Linked DNA regions of Capsicum annuum: region 1 is linked to region 2. Evidence: chromatin contacts called from public Hi-C data. All regions are on one chromosome and are shown on one strand. Each heading gives the region's core, a stretch centred on a gene start, on an enhancer-like site or on the middle of the called end of the contact. The rest is flanking DNA. Distances are from core to core; before and after follow the strand shown.

Evidence for each region. A called contact is a pair of places that touch in the nucleus more often than the background predicts.
Region 1: a Hi-C map of pericarp shows a contact between it and region 2, with 2.8 times the contacts expected there. The contact joins the promoter of LOC107845265 here to the enhancer-like site in region 2. A contact is called at or near these places in 3 of 5 Hi-C or Micro-C datasets (leaf, pericarp and placenta).

Annotation. Positions count from the first base shown.
Region 1 is chr10:92,185,137-92,188,621 of UCD10Xv1.1, forward strand. LOC107845265 (protein LATE ELONGATED HYPOCOTYL) reads right to left here and starts at 2,110. Exons shown (of 8, transcript XM_016689487.2): 1 at 1,792-2,110; 2 at 1,657-1,682; 3 at 1,187-1,388; 4 at 990-1,101; 5 at 621-682. The coding sequence starts at 1,225.
Region 2 is chr10:92,138,348-92,141,538 of UCD10Xv1.1, forward strand. LOC107845444 (putative pentatricopeptide repeat-containing protein At5g08490) reads left to right here. Exons shown (of 4, transcript XM_047398062.1): 3 at 474-555; 4 at 1,507-1,798. It overlaps LOC107845265 (protein LATE ELONGATED HYPOCOTYL), which reads right to left. Exons shown (of 8, transcript XM_016689487.2): 7 at 2,897-3,191; 8 at 2,178-2,809. The coding sequence ends at 2,396. Among protein-coding and RNA genes, the nearest start is that of LOC107845444, 6.9 kb to the left of the region's middle. Within about 2 kb of position 1,779, at least 4 of the 5 cell types and tissues checked have an H3K27ac peak or open chromatin away from gene starts, as enhancers often do. A contact at or near this core is called in leaf and pericarp, where this site is marked.

The DNA.
Region 1 (3,485 bases), core at 860-3,359, 47 kb after region 2:
CTAAACTTCATTTTGTTATTTTGTTTTTGGTGTATAAAGATTTATTTGAGGATGCAAAAACAAGCCTAGAAGTTTTGGATTCCTGTTAGGACTGTAATTCAATTTTTGTTTTCATTTTTCTCCGTCTTTCTTATAAATATGGTTTTTTTCAGTATAAAATTTTGTTACTGGTTCAAAAAATGTAGAACAGAAACATCCAAACAAAGAGGATTGGCTAAAACATCTGAAATAGTAGAATTCACCTCTACTTAAAAGATTCAGGCTTTTAGGAGAGAGACACATTCACATTTCCTATTTATATTATGCTCTCAACACATTCACTTCTGCAGTTGTGCCTGATCCAAATAATTGTGAGTCAGGCATGTGGAAGTTTTTCTATCATAGGTGGCAAACAGACTTGAATATCATCGCCACTATTATTTATATGACTCACAACGAAGTTATCAATTTATTTATAATATGTACGCACTGACAGCAAACAATGATAACTATGTCTATAAAGTGTAATGCACACTAAAATTAAATCCTGCAACCATCAAGTAAATGATATAATAAAATTAAATCCTGCAACCATCAAGTAAATGATATAATCAAGCATAAGATCAAAGGTAGCTAATGACCTTTGTAAAAAACTTTTGCGCATGACTTCTGATCTGCACAGCAGTTTTTGTTCCTATGTGTTCTGCACAATAGCAAAAGAATAAAATAACTAAACTACCACATAAAAGCCTCAAGGTAAGAGAATACATCGACGTATAACAGATAGAATGTTGAACCCAATTCCTGAAAGACGAGATATTCAGTAGATTGAGCTGCAAGTGATAAAAGAAACATCACAAGAGTTATCAGATTAAGTTGATGGGGGCACAAACATGTGCACTAACCGATTATCTGCATATGCAGTTGTCAGGAATGATATTTATCAGAAAATTACTTAAGCTAATAGTGCAAGTTTCAACAAATAAACCGAAAGAGGAACATAAACTGACCTTCTATGCGCTGCCAAGCACGCCCATAGAGTTTCAAAGCTTCTAGGAACCTATTGTGCTCCTCCTCCGTCCATCGCTCACGTTGCTTAGTGATGGTATAAGGTTTCCTTGTCTGCAATAAAACATCAATCATTAGACTTGAATAAATAACTAGCTTATCAACCAAAGTTAAAAGTCATACACAAAAAACAAGTGACCTTAACGACAATTTCCTCCCCAGAGGAATAAGGGTCCATCAAAAGACCAAAAGTAGTAGCTAGCGTTGCTTCAAATCCTCAGGGACAAAAAGGGGATACAGAACAAATCTTCTTCTTCCGATTCTCCCCACAACATCAGTTACTATCAAATATAGCTTATCCGTGGTGTTGTAGTACAAACGAACCTGATAATGTAACACTACTGCAAAAGAGAGCAACATGTAATAAACAGACATTGTATAATGATCCACCTGCGTTTCTCCATATCGCAATACCTTAATTTAAATAAAAATAATTTTTAAAAATCATAAATATCTCAGACCTTTCTCCAGATTCTAAAACTCATAGCAAATACTACTATCTGCTAAATTAATTTTCATTTTTCTCAAATAATAATATTCTTCAAATTAAATCACAATCCACCAGCATAGACGTAGTAGACAGAAAATTCCTTATCCAGAATTGCTCACCAAAACGAACCGCATGATTCCTAAACCTTTAACAAAATTAAGCAATTCAGCATCAACTTCAAAGTCAGTCAAAAGAAAAAAAAAATCAAATCTCAAAAAGAAAACACAAAAACCCTAGAAATTCGGAAAAAGTACCTTCGAAGAAAGCCATATTGTAAGAAGACACTAGTAGCTTCGGTCATGCATGAAGTGAAAACTCATCCACCGCACATAGTTTTTTTGGTTAATATACTGGGTATGTTGTTGTTGTAATAGAATGACGCGGATCGACCAATCAACAAGTCAAAATAGCAGAATAAGCACACAGAGTATGAGAGAGCAACAGAGCAGCAGAAGAAGAAAGAAGAAAAGTTGAAGATGAAGAAGCACCAACAATTAAGAGGTTTTTGATTTTTCAATAAATGTGGAAAAAAATCTCAGCCACTAACTAGTTTTCGTCTAATAAATTTATTTTTCGATAAATAGAAATACAGAACAAATAACAAATAAATTAGAGGCTAGCAAAATACTAAGGGGAAAAATCCACGTGGATGTTTACGATTTGTCCAAAGGCCATTAAAGTGGGTCCCGCCTTGCACTTTTTCGAAACGATAGAAAGTGGAAGGGTTGCAAATCGTAATCTTAGCCACAAATTCGGTGTGACCAGTTGGGTACTGAGTTAGTGAGTTAACTCCATGAGTTAAGAAAAAAGGTTAAGAAAAGTGCTGCCACGTAAGCAATATGGGGCCCGATGGATGACGTGGCTTTTTGGGAAGCGCGTGTGTTATTGTTGCCAAGGAGTTCGTGAGGTCAAAATTGGTTAATAGGGAAATGTGGTTGATGAAAATGCCACTTGGCGATTATTGCTTTTTTGAAAAAATATTAAGTTCACGAATCTTCCAAGTGTTTATTTTTTTTATAAAAGTAGAAATAATGTTTATTTAATTTAAAAAGGAAATCCAAATGCTATAGTCAACAAAACTTAACATTAAACTTCTTTTTATCTCCATCTCAATTCATATTATTGTTTCTCACAGGTCACAGCAATTTTGGTACTACTCCCCTCCCTTCAACAATACTTATTGATTTAATAGATATTTAGTCATGAGTATTTAAAAAATTTGGAGTTAGAGTTGGAGTTGGAGTTGGAATTAGAATTGAAGTTAAAGTTGTATTTGATCATATCTTTTTGAAAAAAAATTTATACTTTTGAAAAGACTTTTTTAAATATAATTTTATATTCCTAATTTTTAAAAACTATCAAAATCCTTCACTTAACTAATTTTCCTACAAGATATCAAACGTGAGAAGAGACAATAATGTTGTCTTTGTTGTTGGTGTTGCAAAGAAAACAATTGAAGGTGTCTTCAATTTTGAGATCTTTTATCGATGGAAGTAGAAAAAAGTGAGCAATGTGGTAGTTAGGCATTTGGTTGGTTGAAATTAATAAGGTGTTTTTATAAAAATTAAAAAAAAAAAAAAGGGTCATTTGTAACAACAAATAAAGTTGAAATTAAATTTGAAATTCTCGTGGCCAAACACCCTAATTTTCACGACAGTGAAATAATTTTTCGGAGAAAAATGAAAAATTTTATGGCCAAGCGGGTCCTTCGCACATTTATTAATAAATAATAAATAATAGAAATAATTTCACTATATCTGTTACAAATGTATTATCATATATAGTGAATGTTTATTTATGAAGTTAGAAATTCAACTTCTGGAATAAAGTTAGTTTTCCCCTATAAATAAAGAGATTTTCCTTCGTTGTAATTAACTCTTCAAGAAATCTCTCGAGAGAAATAAGAATCACTTTCTCTTTTCTCCATTCTTCTTCTTATTATTTTATA
Region 2 (3,191 bases), core at 529-3,028:
GATATATATGGGAGATGCATCTAACATGGGGATGTCTAATTCCTAACAAGCTGGATTCATTTTAGGTGATATATATGGGACATGCATCTGACATTGGGATGTCTAATTCCTAACAAGCATTAAGGTATTCTGGGGGATATTAGAAGTACCAACACCTGTATCATACCCATTGACATATGTTTGCCGTGACAAAGAGCCTACTTACATAAACAGGATTCCTAGAACGAAATACAATGCAGGTGATGTTAAAGTGACGTGCCTTATCTTTATCTACAAAGTTATCAATTGTTTGGATGTGCTAGATACCAATGATAAGATTTCTGTTGGAGATGTTGGTCCCACCTGACGGCATACTTAAACATGCAAAGTTAATTTTTTTAACGAATCAAACACATAGTATAAACTCTTGAATGTAATTATTTGGTAAAGGTTATCCCATTTTCACTTATTTCATAATGAAAATTTGACTGCAGATTGAAGACTATGCATTTCACATACAAAAGCTACCGAGTTTTGGAATTGTCTATCTAAACAAGAACAGAAATTGGCTGGCAGGTGAAGATGATTATCTTTCTATATTACTGTAATAGTGCAATGAATATGCAAGTAAGGTATTTAATATTCATCACCTGCGTTGATAGGTGCATTGATGACACGAAGGAACATCTAACTTAATCTGTTTTCTGAAAGCTGCCTCCTGGTTTCAAGTCTCATTGAAGTAATCTTCACTGAGTTTGAAGATGTACATGGGTAGGCTTCCAGTACTTCCTACAACTTAGATTGAAATAAATTCTGTTCTAGTGTCTTTCCGACCACCTTGATATGCATCTCTTTATGCATAGTTGGGTTTATCCATCTCCTTGTTTAGCTAAGAGTTCCCAAGATCCACGCCAAAAAGACGAAATAAACATCTGGATGTAATAAAAGGTCTTAAGTGATTTAAATTGTGTATGAATTATGAGGGTGCAGCAACTATAAATGTTCTAGACTTCTAGTAAATGAGCTATATCTGCAATTTGATCGTGAGTTAGATTAAGGCACGGAGCAAATGTACTCTGGTATTAGTTTATTTCCGTTGTATTTTATACATGCCATATATAGAGAATTTTGATATCTATATTGGTACTGAACTAACAGTTTCACGTCATGTAGTTCCCGAGCCTCTTCTGGACCAACATGTTATCTGCAGAAGCAAGAAACTCTTAGGAGCTTTTCAGTTTGATGGCAAACGTTCTTATGTTTTTCTTTGGAACCCTGCCTGATTGTTTTATATCCTTGACCTCCATTTCATTTTCTTTATGGACTCTTAAGACATTAATTTCTTTGATGACCCTAGAGAGGAAGATATGAAGGTTGAGGTTTAGGTAGAAGGTTAGTAGGTAGTTGAGCGATATCTAGTATTCGTAATGATATGCTTATTTCTCCCCCTTTTTCATACTTGAATTATTGAGTTTTAATTATAATATGGTGGTATCCCTCATATATTTGTTCTCTTTTTTATGCTAGACATGCAATGAATGAAATAAGGAGGAAAGACCCAAAGAATCAAGCAGAAGAGATGCAAGAGGTGAAGAAAGAAAAAAGGAAAAGTTGCACATTTGGCTGTTTGCCGAAAATAATTACAATCGTTAGTCAAGAGTGTGACCAATTTGTGAAGACTTGATGACAACATTCATGAATATGGATGAATTTTAAAAGACATGAATTCCATTGCATAGTGAGTGGTGCACCGGACTGTCCTTTTACATGAATTCTATTGCAAATTTATAATGAACGTATAAACCAAGTCTTAACAGCATTGCAAACTTGTCCAACAGTGAACCCTTAACTTATGAGATATAAACTTATGTCATGCAAAAATAATTTACCTGGAGCGGCAAACATTAAAGGCTAGCACAAAATAGAGGCAAAGTGCAAATGACCCAAAAATATATAGTAAGTATGAGGCACCAGAGAAGTATTCAACATCTTTTACAAGATTTGAAAAGCTTTTCCTTGTGGATTGTGATAAATATATTCGTATTTAAATCTGATTAGCAATAAAAATATGAATATTTTTTAAAAGAAAATTAACTAGGAACTACATGGTTTATAAAGAGAGGTTCAATTATCCCCAAAAACCCCTAAAAGAGCACAGAACAACAAATGAAATTTGTTATGAGTATCTCACACGTTAATTCTGCAGAGAAACTGGTCCAATCAAGGTCCATTCAATTTGCTATGATTGTTGAACATCCATATTTAAGTTCTTCATTCTTCAAAGTCCCTTTGCATATAACTCCAATTAAAACAGAACATAAAAATAATATGGTACACACCTTCACGACAAGTTTCGTGTACATTAGAACTAGACAATGTAACTGGGAAAAAGATAATGAACAGGAGAGATAGTGCTCTACGTAGAAGCTTCTCCTTCCAACCGAAGTCTTTTCGAGCCTTTCTCTTCATCCTGACAGCTTGCACTTGTCATCCTGCCATCATTTGCCTCCAATGAGCACCTCTTGTAAGGTTTAAATCCATTACGGCGAGCTTTCAACCTTACTTGTCCAAGTTCCATCACCGGTAGGCATTTTTCAACATCTTCTTTGTTGCCAGTTAAGAACACGTAGTCTGACATTGTTTGGTGACTGAAAAAGTTATTGGATGCCTGATCATTAAGGTCTAACTGCGATCCACATTGCACTTTCTCATCTGGCTTTTGCTTTAACTTTTCAAGAATGATCTTTCCCTTATTTTTCAGTTCAAGTGAAGGAGAAAAACTTTGAGGCAACACTTCTCTGGTGAAAAGAGCCTGGAAAGCTATCCGCCCCTGTGGAAAAGGTGAGAAGCAGAAATCATTAAAGCAGGAAAAGGAAAAGGTTACTGAAGGACTTACAAGAACTAATGCTTTCATTACCTCTTCAGAGACTTCTTTCCAAGATTCAGTTGGACTGATGAAATTTCTACCACGCCGATTCACAGCTTCACCGGTTATAAGGATAGTATTAGATTCTTGAGGCTCTTCTTTATCTTTCTCATCCTTCTCCAAAGCATCTGTCTCAATTTCACTACTTGAAGGGGTGTTGGATCCACAGGAAGAACGATCTACCTGTTTCCTGCCCTTCTCTGTGTTTGGCTCATTAATTTCAGCGGCTGCCGCTCCTTGCTCAGTATCAGTAGCTGTTAACCCAGTTTTTAGCTTTCTATCTTCA